3 separate regions of the Mus musculus genome follow, and regions 2 and 3 are each linked to region 1. Evidence: chromatin contacts called from public HiChIP or PLAC-seq data. All regions are on one chromosome and are shown on one strand. Each heading gives the region's core, a stretch centred on a gene start, on an enhancer-like site or on the middle of the called end of the contact. The rest is flanking DNA. Distances are from core to core; before and after follow the strand shown. Region 1 has its middle 25 kb from the start of Poc1b. Region 2 has its middle 140 kb from the start of Gm8633. Region 3 overlaps Gm8633 (predicted gene 8633).

Region 1 (4,866 bases), core at 886-3,385:
GGATCATGTATCCTTCAATGGACACAAGCATCCTTCAATGGATAAGTGCATCCTTCAATGGATAGTACATCCTACAATGGATAAGTGCATCCTTCAGTGGATATGTGTATCCTTCAATGGATAGTGTATCCTACAATGGATATGTGTATCCTTCAATGGATATGTGTATCCTTCAATGGATAAGTGCATCCTTCAATGGATAGTGCATCCTACAATGGATAGTGTATCCTTCAATGGATATGTGTATCCTTCAATGGATATGTGTATCCTTCAATGGATATGTATATCCTTCAATGGATAAGTGCATTCTTCAATGGATAGTGCATCCTTCAATGGCTAGTGTATACTTCAATGGTTACATCATTTCATACCACTCCTTTTCTCAGATTCCTGCCTTGATGACTTTATTAGCAGCTTTTCTCATTACTTTTTGTCAATACCTGACACAAATCCACTTACAGGAAGGAGGACTTATTCTGGTTTGCAGTTTAAGAAGAAATTCATTCCATCACAGCATGGCAGGGATGGCAGCAGAAACGGGAGGCAGCTGATCACATCGAGTCAGGAAGCAGAGAGAAGGCAGGAAGTGATACCGTACTATACAACCTCAGTGTCCCACACTAGTGACCCACTTCCTGCAGCAAAGCTCCACCCCCTAAAGGATCCATCGCCTTCTGAAATAGTACCATCAGCTGGAGATCAAGTGTTCAGACACATGAGCTGAAAATAAAAAACTGAATTGTTACAACAGCCTACAATTGTCTTCTCCTTTATTGGGCATCTGACATCATATCGATTCCACGCCCCTTGCTGACTTACCCTAACCATACTAACCCATTTGCCTGAACCTTGGTCCCCTGCCTCCACATTTGTTCTTCTCCGGCCATGCCACGGTTCATTTCCTCTCTATCAGAGCTTTGCCTAAGGACCACTTTCTAGGTGACTGCTGCCAGACATCTTAAAACTACAACCGTCTCCCCAGAGCCCCCTGTATCTCTTTTACCTGCTTTATTTTCCTGACTAGCTATTATTCCCTTCTAATGTACTTTGTAATGTGCTTGTTGGTTGCTGTTAATTGACAGTCTCCTTTCACAAGGAATCAGCTCCACATGACGAGGGGTTCTGTCTCTTATTGCTCACTCATGGAATCTCAACTGTCTAGATGGTTGTCTAACATATCGTAGGTGTTTAGTGAATACATTTTTGGTTTTTTAAAGATCCATTTATTTATCTGTGTGTGTGTTTGTGTGTGTCTGTGTGCTCCTGCATGCCTGAAGAGCGCATCAGATCCCAGGACAGTTAGCTATGAGCCACCATGTGAGTGCTGGGAATTGAACTCAGGACCTTTGGAAGAGCAGACAGTGCTGTTAATGACCAAGTCATCTCCTCTAGCCATGTGAATAATTGGTTAGTGAATGGATTATTGCTTTTATATCTCACTCTCCCTGCTGTATAGGTAGGTGGTATTTAAGGCAAGTCCTTGTGTTCTAAGCAGTCAGCAAATAGCTCTGGTAGACTGGGTGATTCAGCTGCAAGAATGCAGTACCTTGTGCAGTATGCCATGAAATTTTCTCATCTAGTTTCTGTTTTATGGAAATATTTAAAGAAAGGTCATCATATACAGAGAATACATTTCATTGGGTCATATGGAATACTTATATACAAAATCATACATATCGTAAGCATAAAACTTGTAATTTCACAAAATAAAGCCACTCCTATGACTTCTCAGGGAGAAAACGTGTGAGCGATCATGAGCACGCGAGCACACACACAAATATTAAAGACTTCTTAGGAAAAATCAGTTAGACACAGATCTTAGATATGTCTACTTCTCGACTTCTGGTTTATTTAATAAAGACTGTAAGATATTTATCTTAAATGTGTCAAGATATGCTAAGATAATCTCTCATTGCCTTGTTAGCATCTTTTTTTAAAAAGTTGAAGCTTTTGTGTTCATGAGGATTTTTCTCACAGTGAAAAGGAGGCTCGCTAAGAAATCATTTCACTTTAACTTAAGGGTAAGGAACTGCATGCTCGCTAAGGAATCATTTCACACTAACTTAAGGGTAAGGAACTGCGCATGTGTGGGCGAGCTGTTGCTCCGCCTCTCCTCACCTCTCCCGCTCTATTTTCGGCACTTCTTTGCATAAGCAGATGACTCAGGCTTCTTGCCGCTTCCCAACTTTCCCTCCAATTATGACTCTGATGTCATGGGGAATTTCCCATGACCACTTAATGAGGAAGAAGGGGGCACTGCCGGATTTCAGAAGCTATCTTTCTGGGTTGGTCCTGAAAGTCAGAAGGAACCCTTATCATGAACAAGGGTTATGGTTAGTCACATAGGAGATAATTTGTGGTTTCCTGAGATAGGGACATTTACAGAGCGTGGCTAGTGAGTTGGTCGGTTTATCCAAGGCTTGGAAGATTGCTATCAAGATCATCTAAAAGCAAGGGGATAACCTTCTAAAAGGCTGTTTGAAGCTCCTACTGGTCTCCCAGAGGACATGTATACAGAAGGCTAAAGAAGGTGGCAGCTATGATGGTCTCTTGACTTGCTGTCAGTGAGTCTCTCTCCCAGCTTCCATATTCTGAACGGTTGTAGACTCAAGACTCTGACTCTCTCTCTCTCTCTCTCTCTCTCTCTCTCTCTCTCTCTCTCTCTCTCTCTTAAATTTTATTTATTTAATGTATGAGTGTTCTGCTGCATATATATCTACAGGCCAGAAGAGGTCATCAGATTCCCTTATAGGTGGTTGTGAGCCACCAAGTGGTTTCTGGGAATTGAACTCAGGACCTCTGGAAGAGCAGCCAATGCTCTTAACCACTGAGCCATCTCTTTAGCCCTAGACTCAAGACTCTTAGGCTGAAACTTAATCACCAGCATGGCGGCATTAGAGGTGGAACTCTCGGAATATGATTAGTTCAGGGAGGCATTGCCCTCACAGAATTAGTGGTATGACAACAGAGAGCCTCCCAACACTCAAGGTGACCAGCTGTATTATCTGTGAGCCAGGGAATATAGAATCTCATTAAGCTCAGAATCTCTTGCCTTCTTGAACTGTGAAAAGTATGTTTCTGCACCCATAAGCCATGTAGCTTGTGGCATTTTGTTACAGCAGTCTGAAGCTCCTGCTTCCTGACCTGCTTGAGTTCCAGTCTTGACTTCCTTTGGTGATCAACAGCAATGTGGGAAGTGTAAGCTGAATAAACCCTTTCCTCCCCAACTTGCTTCTTGGTCATGATGTTTTGTGCAGAAATAGAAACCCTGATGAAGACAGCCTGTCTTCTGAAGTGGTCAGATCAACAGCCAATATAGACTCTGGAAACCCAGACATGAGTATGGATGGGAGCAATTCCTCTCACCATTACCCTTAATATTTCACTTGGAGAGCGTTGTTTCCTTCTTGGAACACTCACCTTGTGGTCTGAAGTCCTTGTATAATGTGGAGAGTCTCCACCAGCAAACACGAGGCTGTTCATCCCCTTGATCAAGGGCAAACGATGGTGTGTCTGAGTATGCCAATGTGTTTGCCTTTTCTTAAGGAGAAATGGGAAGTGTTGCTACAAAATAAGAGCAGCACTATTTAAACTCATTATACTGGGAGCCCAATACACACAGTGAACAGGCAACTGCAGAACCAATGGAGATTCCTGGGGATGGAGGGCCAGGGTCAGGAATCCATGACTATTGGATTAGACCTGCCCAGATGTGGGCCTTTGGTGGGTTATTTTATTTTCGCTGTTTCCTTCCCTCTCTTGCTGCCTTATGCCCTGCTAACGACTGATAGTGCAGTTCAGGTTCCAAAAACGAATCTGATTGGCCTCCATCCCCATCAGGGTTGGGAGATGATGAAGCCATTTGCCTTGTATTTAGGACCTGTGTTTCTGGAGCTAAAAGAGGGACCAGAATGGCGGCTGAGGAACGACAGCTTAGCCTGAAATCGTTATTCTTAGCCATGTTCTCTGCATTGTCCTGTCGAGCTCTGTGGCCTGGGACGCTGACCTCCACTAGGGCCGCTGTTGCACTTGCTTTTGCTCATTCTCTGCCAGGAGACCCTGGCACGGGGCCAGAGAGCAGAGGAGAGCAAGGCTGGGTATTCTGATGCCCTCCTCTTCTGTCATCTTTGCCTTGCCATGGGGCAGGCAGTGTTACAGCTAGCATGGCACCCCAGAGGTCAGGACTTAGGCCTAAGCGATACCTCGGCACGTGTCACTTCTGTGCTAACAGTGCCCACAGCTGTGTAAGTTGTCCCTGTGTGGAATGCTCTTCAGCTAGGCACTTTGAGGGCTCCTTTCCAATACTTCATAGGTCAGCAGGTAAAGCTGCCGAGAGGAGGGTAGAGGTCAGTTACTGTGGGAATACGGAGAAGTCTGAACAGGCCAGAATAAAACGCATGTTCACATCCTGAAACCGTCCAAGGCAAAAACAATGATCATTATTGATTGGACTTCTTTTTTTTTTTCCATTATCAGTGAGAAAAATCTTATGACATTGGCTCATGGGCACCAAAGTTAAGGGATTTTCTAGGACGCAGTCGATCAGTGCTAAAACTGGAACAAACTGGAACTGCTACCTTAATCCGTAGCTATTATCAGGACCTTGTAGTCCTGCCCTGCTATTGCAGTGGAGGGACTATTTTAAGTAAAAGAATGCTGGTCTGGCACCAGATTCCTCCCCTATTCATCCACAGTCAATGGCTGATGTCATTTGTCGCAGCATTCTTTAAGTCCATCCTTGCAATCCGAGAGTCTCTTTTAGCATATGGGTCAGGTACCCACTATCAATCCATCCGTTAGAACACCCAGTGAGAGACTCTCTGACACTCTTGAATTAGAACTTTGGTCTCAAAGTCAGAAACTGAA
Region 2 (4,866 bases), core at 1,173-3,672, 870 kb before region 1:
CTTCTGAATCTTGGACTTTCAGTCTCTATAACTGTGACCTCAGTAAGTATTTCAGTGTCTTCTGTTACAAACAGCAATGAGGAATAATGTAATATGCAGAGATAGAAAACTACACTCATAAATGCATTTGGTATAATGTGGTATATTATAAATTCCTTTACACACACACACACACACACACACACACACACACACACACACACACACATACACACCACTTGTAAAACTGGTGAATCTTAAAAGTCATCAGTCCAAACTCTCAGCCTCTACCACAACTTTCTCCAGGTTTTATGTTGATGTTCAGTACACAAAATTCCTAGGCTTTCTCGGGATCTTTCCTTACATTCTTCTATCAAGATTCTCCAGTGTTCATCTATGCATTATCCTGTTTATCTACCATTAAAACCCTTGCAAGTGTGTGCACCCTATCAAACTTGCTTTTAAGAACAATGATGAAGCTCTGAATCCTTGATGTATGTAGTCATTCTAGGACTTTGGTTTTATTTTATTTTCTCAAGTAAAACTCTGAGGAATAAAACCTCTGCCTTTTAATAAATAGAAATCTGACTTATGATTTTTTTTCTTCCACAGATTGATACCTCTATGGCTTTACCCTCTTCAGAAGGTAGGAAAAGGACCTACTTCATCTGAATTCATTGCTATTAAAGTTACTCAGAAGCCCAGAAGAAACTTCATTACCTCAAATGCATTTCACCTACTCAGAAAATAACCATTTTGTAAAAAGCAATCTAACTGTGCTTTAGAACTTCAGATCACAGGTCTACAGGTTTGGGCAGATCATGATCACCAGTCTGCACAGAGTGCTTCACAGAGAACAAGCCCAATGGCACCCATGAAAACCAATCGAGGTAGCAAAGTGTTACCTGCCTTGACAGTCCTGAACAATCCAAGAACTTTATCACCATGAATAGCTTATGTATGAAGCCTTACCATAATGTGATTGCTTAAAGACAAACAAATATTATATGCTGCGTATATGAAAATAGAATATACATTTTGAGGCATGTGTCTCTGTGTGTGTGTGTGTGTACATTTATTTATATATTGTGAGCACAAGTGTGTGAGTGTATGTGGGTGACAGAGATTGATGTGAGGGATGGTTTTTAATAACTCCTCACCTTACATATTAAGACATAGTCTCTCCCTTGATCTCAGAGCTTGCTGATTCAGCTAGTCTAGCTAACCCTCTTAATTCAGGGATCTTCTGTCTCCACCTTCCAAGCACTGGAATGAAAGGTGGCTGCGAGAACTTCTCAGCACTTACACGGGAGCTGGAAATCAACTCTCCTATTCTCATGCTTATACAGCAAGTTTGCTTTGTTTGTTTATTTGTTTTGTTCGTTTGTTTGTTTGTTTTTACCACTGGGACCTCTCACTAGCCCTACAAATTCTTATTCATAACTAGGTGATAGATACCTTTGCTATACATTACATTTAGACCGTATTAATAAAGTATTTCCAGATCGTTTTGTCGCATTGTTTTCACTGTCAAGAACAACTCAAATTTATAACTCACAGCTCTTGACTAGAGGTCCCTTTACACTGAAAGCTGATGCTAAATTGTCCAGAATCTGCTCATGAAAACAAAAACCTAAACATTGCTACTTACCTGGATAGATTATTGTCGAAACTAGCATTTTATCCTCCATTTTTTTTGGTTAGAATCTATCTGGCTTGCCTGTCTGTGGCATTCACTGCTTGATGAGTTATTTTGGTTTTCATTATTTTTTTTTCAAATCATCTTTTTAATATACCATATCATTTGCTAATTTTAAGCATGCCATTCAGTTATAGTAACTTTATTGTCATACAGCCATCACCACCATCTAATTGTAAAACAGTTTGATGTCTCTGCAAGGAAACCTTATGCCATTTTCAGTCACTCTCCGTTTCCAACTTCAGCACCAGAATATTACTCTGCTTCTGTCTCCAGGGACTGGCGTTTTCTACAGAATTCTCACAAACCGATCATGCAGTCTGTGATGATTTTCATCTGACTCTTGAGAAAGCCTTTAACTAGCAACTTTAAAATGACAGTAAAAAAGCATTACTCGAGAGTGACTCATTCTTCCTCGCAATTTTTAGTTCCACCCATTTGATTAATAAACACAAAGTGCCAAGCAAAGATAAAAGCATGCTATTAGCCAAAGAATTTTATTTAGGACTCCAAAATAGATCCAGTTCTTTTCTGTTTTACTTTTCAGTGTAGCAGCATGGATTCGTTCTCCACACCCACGCCTCACCACCAGAAATGGATGTTGACTCTTTGGAGCTCCAAAGATAAAGAATGAAATCCTGTTTCTTCCCTACATTTCACTTTCCCAAAAGACTATAGTCAACAAAGATATATGATCGTTTAGCTTCACTGAAATGGAATTTAGGCCCCACACACAGTAATCTGGACCATGGAGCTTAGCCCAGCATATGACAATGGTCTCACAATTCAGAACTGAGCCTAACCAGGCCACAGAGTCAATACAAGACAAGACCAAGATAAGATAAAGAAATAAAGAAAGCACTGAAGAAAAAAAACTTTAATTTCAGCCACATGTTTATAATAGTGTGGTTTTTAACCACATCTGTGAAATGCAATTTATGACACTGTGTCTCCCACATTCATGGCAGGAAGTCATGATGAATGTATACATGTCTGTGTTTCCAACAGTAACACAGGATCTTCATGTATGGTAGACAACTGTATGGTGGTATTTCCAATAGTCAGGAAAAATAGTAGAGGTGTCTGTTTAGTTTGCATCTCACACATGCAGTATAGTGTTCATAGCCTCACCTTCGAATCTTGCATTGCTAGCCACTAAGATGAACTGATCTATTATGAATATAACAAGGAAAATTAACTAAAAGCAAAATTTGAATGCCTTAAATTCTTCTGTGTCCCATATTCTCCATCATCACTAGCCTTGCAAGTTGCTACAGGTTTTAGATCATGTACACATCTATGGGTACAGGGATTCCTTCAAAAGTACACTGAGGGATGGCAATCTAAGTAAACACTTGTAGCAGTCATCAGAACATTGCCTTCCTAAATTGAGGAAAACAATGATTCATCATATACAGACACTAGGTAAGAAATATAAAGGAAAAGAAGATTCAGCTGTAGGAGTCTGTGCCATAAAAAGGTTACCAAGGGCAAAACTGCATGCAGGGGAAGGTAAGTACAAGGGGAGAGGTTCACTTTTCAAAACAAGCCCAAAATAGGTATTCATTTTAATCTATTCGGGGAGGCTGGACTTTTGGAAAACAATTTCCTCTCACTATTGTTTGTTTTTATTGTTTTGTATTTTTTGTCATTCTCAAATCTCATCTCTGCATATACCACTATACAATTTGCTTTACATACTATGGTGTAAACAGGATACAGGAAGAGTAACAGAAATAAACTAAATATATGGACATGTGCATTTGTTCTACAGGACCGTTAAAGCTCCAGGAGTGAGTGTAGAGAGTTTTTAGGGAAATGAATTTGCTTTTCTATATCAACCTGCTCAAAAGATCTGTAATCATAGCACAGAAGTCTCTGTGCTTTTTAGCCTCAGACCAGATCTCATTCATTGCAAATTCCTGCACAAAGTTTTCTTCAAACTTGAGGAGAGTCTTCTTGCTAGCATGCCCTGTATTTATCTCTGATGTTTCATGTTAAACACTGTGTCCTTTGAGTTTAGCTCTCCAGCTTTTAAAATCTACACAGACATATTAAACCCAGGACCAGCTCAACAGCACCAGGCAGAATATCTAAACAAAGTCTCTCCATTTCCCCATGGGACACTTAATTCTATATTCAAGTCTAGATGTCAACTCATTGAATGCACCATCATATACTACAATGAAAATCATTAACCATTCGTTCATTTTTCTACAACAGTTTCTGATCAGTTGAAAAATGCAAATATACAACAGTATATACATGACTATTACTGAGAAAAGTGCAAAAGAGTTATATATATATATATATATATATATATATATATACACATATATATATAAACACACAAGTATGTATGTATATACATATATATAAACATTAATTAATTAATTAATTAATTAGGTGTGTATGTGTGTTTTTTCTCAAGACAGTTTCTTTTTGTAGCCTTGGCTGTCAAAGAACTGGTTCTGTAGACTAGGATGACCTCAAACTCACAGAGATTGATCTTCCTCTCCTCCCGAATGCTGGGGTTAAAAGCCTGTGCCCTCACAGGTCAGCTGGTGAAGACAATATTGAGCATCAGATGAGATATATTTTCAAAAGGAATAAGAACTAAGTCTTCATCCAATAGACCCAAGTCCAGTTACTCATTGCTTCATGGAAAGTGGAAACGCCATAAACTTTCATTTAGCTAGGGAGAAAATCAACAATACAAAAAAATACATAAAATAATTTTAGGAAGATCTTTATAGGAGCCATAATCTGAAATAGATATATTTGGATAAATCCTCTACCCTAGGGAGAACAACTAGAGTAGAGAAAGGGTCTCATATAGGCCCCCAAATTTTCTAAATTGCCTGAAAATATTAGGGGATTCTTATTTTTTGTCATGATCCAAAGTGAACACATGAAGAGGAGAAGGGTTATTTCCCAGAGTCTAAATATATCCTATGGGATACCATTGTGTCTCATTTTGACTTATGAGAAAATGAATGGAATGAGAAGTTTTCGAAGAATGCACTAGAAATTGCATGTTTAACTTTTTTTATGTTGTTCAATATCTATTCCTAGCTATTGTCCTAGTAGGCAGGGAACAAATAGATAACCCCTTTAAACACCTTTTTTCCCCTCAAAAATAGAATAATAGTAACTATTCCATAGGTAGCCTTATCATGTACACGCTT
Region 3 (4,866 bases), core at 1,708-4,207, 750 kb before region 1:
GGGAGGGGAGGGGAGGGAGGGAAAAGGAAAGAGAAGGGGAGGGGAGAGGAGGGGAGGGAAAGAAAAAGGGAAGGAAAGGGGAGGGAAAAGGAAAGGGAAAGGAAAAGAAAAAAAGGAGAGGAGGGGAGGGGAGGGGGGAGAGGAAAAGGGAGAGGGAGAGGGAGAGGGAGAGGGAGAGGGAGAGGGAGAGGGAGAGGGAGAGGGAGAGGGAGAGGGAGAGGGAGAGGGAGAGGGAGAGGGAGAGGGAGAGGAGAGGAAAGGAAAGGAAAGGAAAGGAAAGGAAAGGAAAGGAAAGGAAAGGAAAGGAAAGGAAAGGAGCGAGGGGGAAAAAGGGTGGAGGTGGGAAGGGATAGCAAGAAGAAAGGAGGGAGGGAGGGAGGGAGGGAGGGAGGGAGGGAAGGGAGGGAGGGAGGGAGGGAGGGAGGGAGGGAAGGAAGGAAGGAAGGAAGGAAGGAAGGAAGGAAGGAAGGAAGGAAGGAAGGAAGGATGGATTGTGAGGGTAAAAAGTTGGAAGAATGTGGTCCTCGGAGCTGAGAGGTGATAAGATGGAGTCCCAAGGGGAGACTATTATAATCACAGCTCATTGAATGCAATATGAAATTATCAAAAGTTAACAAACTTAAAATGTTAAGTATATTTCTACGTGCTCAAATTAAAATTTAATTGTGTTCTATAAGAAAAACAACAAAATACTTCAAAGAAACATAATTCCCAGTTGAGAGAATTCTCTCATTGTCCTCATGAGTTTCTTTAAAAAAAAAAAAACAATAAATAGTTGTTAAATTGTAAAATATGTGTAGAGAGATAAACATGTATGTATATATGCATGTATGTACGTAACAACAACTAAAAGTAGAGGCTATAAATTTGAGATCTATCAAGGGGAGATTGTGCATAAGATATTGGCAGATCATGGTACTATTAATTTCAAAAAATAAGAAAATATTATAAAAACACTGGTATAAATACTAACTTTATTTTGACATGTAGTTTCTTGATTTAAAAAGAAAAAAAATTCAAGACTTGGAAAGTAAGAAGTTTTTTGCCATTGCATTTCATCTTTTATTGTAACTTACTTTAGAAACAGCCACTTGAGTAGGTGATTAATTCTTAGCTCCTGCTATCAGCTTTTATATTCTAGAATCCTACAGATATACCCTGTCTTAATATTTTATTATAGGGACACCAAAACAGGTCCTCTTGTTGATTACTAAGATTCAATGGCAGCTCTGCTCTATTTTCATGACCTTATTGAAATTCCAAGTTCTCTGAGCTTTATCATGTTAGAGTCCATAACTTCTCTAAAACCCAGTGGCTTTACCTTTTAAATATTTAAAAAGCTCCCAATCCACTTTCAAAGCCAAAGAAAGATGCATTTGTCATTATTCTTGTGAGATTAACACAAATAAATTTAGGTAGGCCCTAAAGCAAATAAAATCAGAGTATTCAGACAGCCGTATAAATAATTCTGAAAATATAAAAAAGGGAAATCAAAATGTAGTTCTATAGAAATCTGAATCCATTTGATTTATACTCCTACACAAAAAAATCACACTAAAGAATGTTATTCTGTACTCATACTTAAGAAATCAAAGTTGCATTTCACATAAAATACAACAGGTTTCATGTTAGAGATGAAAATATGGCTTAAAGAAATATATTAGATAATAACAAATCAAATAAATACATGTGCATATGTATGCATACACATCTATATGAGACTGTGATGTGTTTATGAATGTGCCATTGAAATTTAAAAAAAAAAAACAACCTGAGCCAATTAGGTTAGATAAGTTTGTTCTAACACGCCTCTAAATGCACCTTGTTTTAGTCAATACATTTAGCTATCTAAATCTTTAGAAAAGGACTACCTGTCCTAACATGTGTGTCTAACGTACCCCCAATGTTTTGCTCAAAGACTGACATTGCTCCCTCCTAAGCCATCTTGATACTTTGCCAACACATTTAAGGCAGCCACTTTCCACTTCCTAAAAGCTAGCACACATAGACTGTTAAAGTACCCAGAGCAACATGACCAGTGTCGAGAGAGCCGTGTGAGCTGTTAAAAGGTTTGCACTTCACTCCAGTCATGCAGGACCTGAGTCCAGAAACAGATTGCAGCTTATGGCTACGAGTCATGGGTAAGCTGGTGAGTCAGGCTGTGACCAGGATCGAAAGGCTTTATCCTTACATATGTTTCAAGCTGCAATGAATAATAAGCCTGCAGCATTGCCCTTTAGCTCCATTTCCCAACTCAGATGTGAATGATCTAATGTCTTTTCTGGCATAGCTCAGAGGTCTGTTGGTAACAAGTCTGCATTGCTGAATGTGTGCAATTTAAGCTATCAGTTGCTTTTGTCTTGGTTAGGCTTTGCCCATCTGATCTGCTTAGGATTAAGAGCTAGCAGAGTCAAAAGAGGTTGTTCAAACGATTAGAAATGTAAAATCTTATACGTGAAAAGTATCTGCCCATAAAGCAGAGATAAATGGTTTGATAGTCTCTCAGACATTCTTTGAATGCATTTCCTAAATGTGTTACTATAGAATGTACTTTGCAAGATCCTAAAACAAATGGACATTATAGATTCTGTCAGACTTTGAACATTTCTCAAGACAGTATCTTCATAGTCTTAATTTACTGATGTAGTAATTCAGTTACTTTAAAAAAATAATAAGAGCTATTGTCATCTTATACCAGGTATGCTGCAATTAGGATGTCACCAACAACTTTGCAGAATCCCATGTGACATATTCCCACCTAGATTCCAGAAAGTAGAGAGTGTCCTTGGGTTGGGGGTGGGTGTGAAAATCACAGGATTTTCTTAATGTTTTCATTCAGTAACCAAAACCATCTAGTGACTCATGTTATTGAAAAACACTCTGCTAAAGATGGCTCATTGCATTACTATTCAGCAAAGTCCACAGAGGCCAAGAAAGGCTGTCCTTAAATATCCGGGCAACTTTCCACAGAGGGTGAGAAACCCCACCCATCCCATAGATTTGTTCAGCCAGGTCCTGGGATGTCACTGGATAGTTGAAAGGATTTCACACGGAGGCCAGGGCATCCACAAGCCTTTGAAGAGGGCCCAGCTGTACCTGCTGCCCGGAAAGCTCACATAAGTGAGGGCTTCCGGTGGCTTGACATTCTCTCCTCAGGATTAGTGGAGACTCAGCTTTGAGCCATGGCTGGGCCTTCCTCGGTCCTAAGGGCAGAATGGAGCAGGGACAACTGAATGTTTGCTAACATAACTGCCATCTGCCACTGTTAAGTCTTATGGTGACAGAGTGCACGTTAATGCCAGATAGACTGAGAACATTCACCATCTGCTCATTGCCCTGAAATAAAATGAACTGGGTCATCTGGATTTGGAAGCCTCACTGGAATTACCGACATCTATTCCCAAAGTTAAGGATAGAAATTTTCCCCCAACTTTACATTGTCCAAGTCACTCAGAGAATTATTTTCTTATAGTAGGAAAATATAATTAGATAATAATTTATATATTAACAACAAAGGGTTTTCTGACACTTGAATTATTATATCGGTAAGCAGCGTTGTTATACATCAATATCCATCTAAATCCTTCTACAGGAAAGAGCAATACTAAATTAGAGATGATGATAACGCTTAACAGATAAAGAAACTTGCCCCTGGGATTCAAAGCCTGACCTGCTGAGTTTGACCCTGGAACCCACAGGAATGGAGGAAGCATGGCAGAACCGTCCTCACACGCCTGCACATGCTCCATGGCAAGCACCTCACATAACTAACACAATATACCTATACTTGTAATCTACATCTATGTCTACACCTATACCTATAATGCATATCTATATCTACATCTATATATCTTAATGACATATGTTCAAGTAGAGAATAAAAAATACATGAACCTTGTTGTTAAGCTAATTAAAGGCTTAGTTCTTTATTTCTAAGTACAGAGCAGAAGTAAATTAATAAAGAATTTCAGCCATCACACTGCAGTTTTAGGATTTAACTGAACCAAAATAGTGAGGAAATATTTTCTTTCCCTCAAGAGAGTGAAATAAAAAGGTAATTCTACTTCTACACTGTGAAATCAGCTCCTGGTTTTGTGTTTTGTTTTGTTTTGTTTTGTTTTTAAACTTATATCTCTCACCTACCAATCAACACTTCTCCTCTGTTCTGATATCTGCCAGTCTAGTAACAGACAAGTTCACTAGCTAGGTATTTAGGTTGGATCTCAGCTGAATAAAGGACATATGAGAGAAGGAACAGGAATAGAATAAATGATAATTTCAATTCATTATATTAGCCATTGACCGGAATTGTTGATCTTTCAAAGAGTATACCATAGCTGACTCTTTCCAAGAGTTTGCTTAAATTATATTAACTTGAAAAGAGAATTAACTACTTTTAATAACTGCTGAGCATCAGTCACAATCATATAGCTCATTTGGACCACCTTTCATGGAGAGGCTTCGAATATAACTAGTGGGGCTATCTTGAACTCCCATGAGATTTGGATTTTAAAATTACCATCCATGAGCTGGATTATCAATAAATTTTTTCCTAGCAATGTCTGTTTAGTGAACAACCCTGGGTTCTGATCTGCTCAGGCACTGAAGGCAAAGCAAGGAATACAATTGTATACAATATCTATTATTATGAAACTTTTAGGGACAGTAGAAATTTAGGCAGTAGAAATTTCTTCAGTTGCTGTTCCTTAAGTTTCTATCAATTTGAGCAGAATGTATTTCCAATTGCTATGAATGTAATAAGCCACTACTGTATGCTATACATTAAGTTATCATTTTGAGAAAAGACAAATAGGTTTAATCTTTCTTATTACTATTGTGTTTCTTTACATGAGACATAAAGATTAC

What was found. HiChIP or PLAC-seq counts read pairs in DNA pulled down with a chosen protein or histone mark.
Region 2: a contact with region 1 is called in an HNF4G HiChIP or PLAC-seq map of pancreatic cancer cells. The contact joins two enhancer-like sites. A contact is called at or near these places in 2 of 15 datasets of contacts at CTCF or cohesin (the NIH/3T3 cell line and pro-B cells), 4 of 484 Hi-C or Micro-C datasets (cerebral cortex, cortical neurons and uterus) and 2 of 115 datasets of contacts at active chromatin or transcription factors (fibro-adipogenic progenitors and pancreatic cancer cells).
Region 3: a CTCF HiChIP or PLAC-seq map of the NIH/3T3 cell line shows a contact between it and region 1, with 6 read pairs. The contact joins two enhancer-like sites. A contact is called at or near these places in 1 of 15 datasets of contacts at CTCF or cohesin (the NIH/3T3 cell line) and 1 of 115 datasets of contacts at active chromatin or transcription factors (pancreatic cancer cells).

Annotation. Positions count from the first base shown.
Region 1 is chr10:99,079,571-99,084,436 of GRCm38.p6, forward strand. It overlaps the pseudogene Gm51755. Among named protein-coding and RNA genes, the nearest start is that of Poc1b, 25 kb to the right of the region's middle. Within about 2 kb of position 2,136, at least 52 of the 459 cell types and tissues checked have an H3K27ac peak or open chromatin away from gene starts, as enhancers often do. A contact at or near this core is called in the NIH/3T3 cell line and pancreatic cancer cells, where this site is marked.
Region 2 is chr10:98,210,964-98,215,829 of GRCm38.p6, forward strand. No RefSeq gene overlaps it. Among named protein-coding and RNA genes, the nearest start is that of Gm8633, 140 kb to the right of the region's middle. Within about 2 kb of position 2,423, at least 16 of the 459 cell types and tissues checked have an H3K27ac peak or open chromatin away from gene starts, as enhancers often do. A contact at or near this core is called in the NIH/3T3 cell line and pancreatic cancer cells, where this site is marked.
Region 3 is chr10:98,330,679-98,335,544 of GRCm38.p6, forward strand. All of the region lies in intron 4 of Gm8633 (predicted gene 8633), which reads right to left. Among named protein-coding and RNA genes, the nearest start is that of Gm8633, 19 kb to the right of the region's middle. Within about 2 kb of position 2,958, at least 82 of the 459 cell types and tissues checked have an H3K27ac peak or open chromatin away from gene starts, as enhancers often do. A contact at or near this core is called in the NIH/3T3 cell line and pancreatic cancer cells, where this site is marked.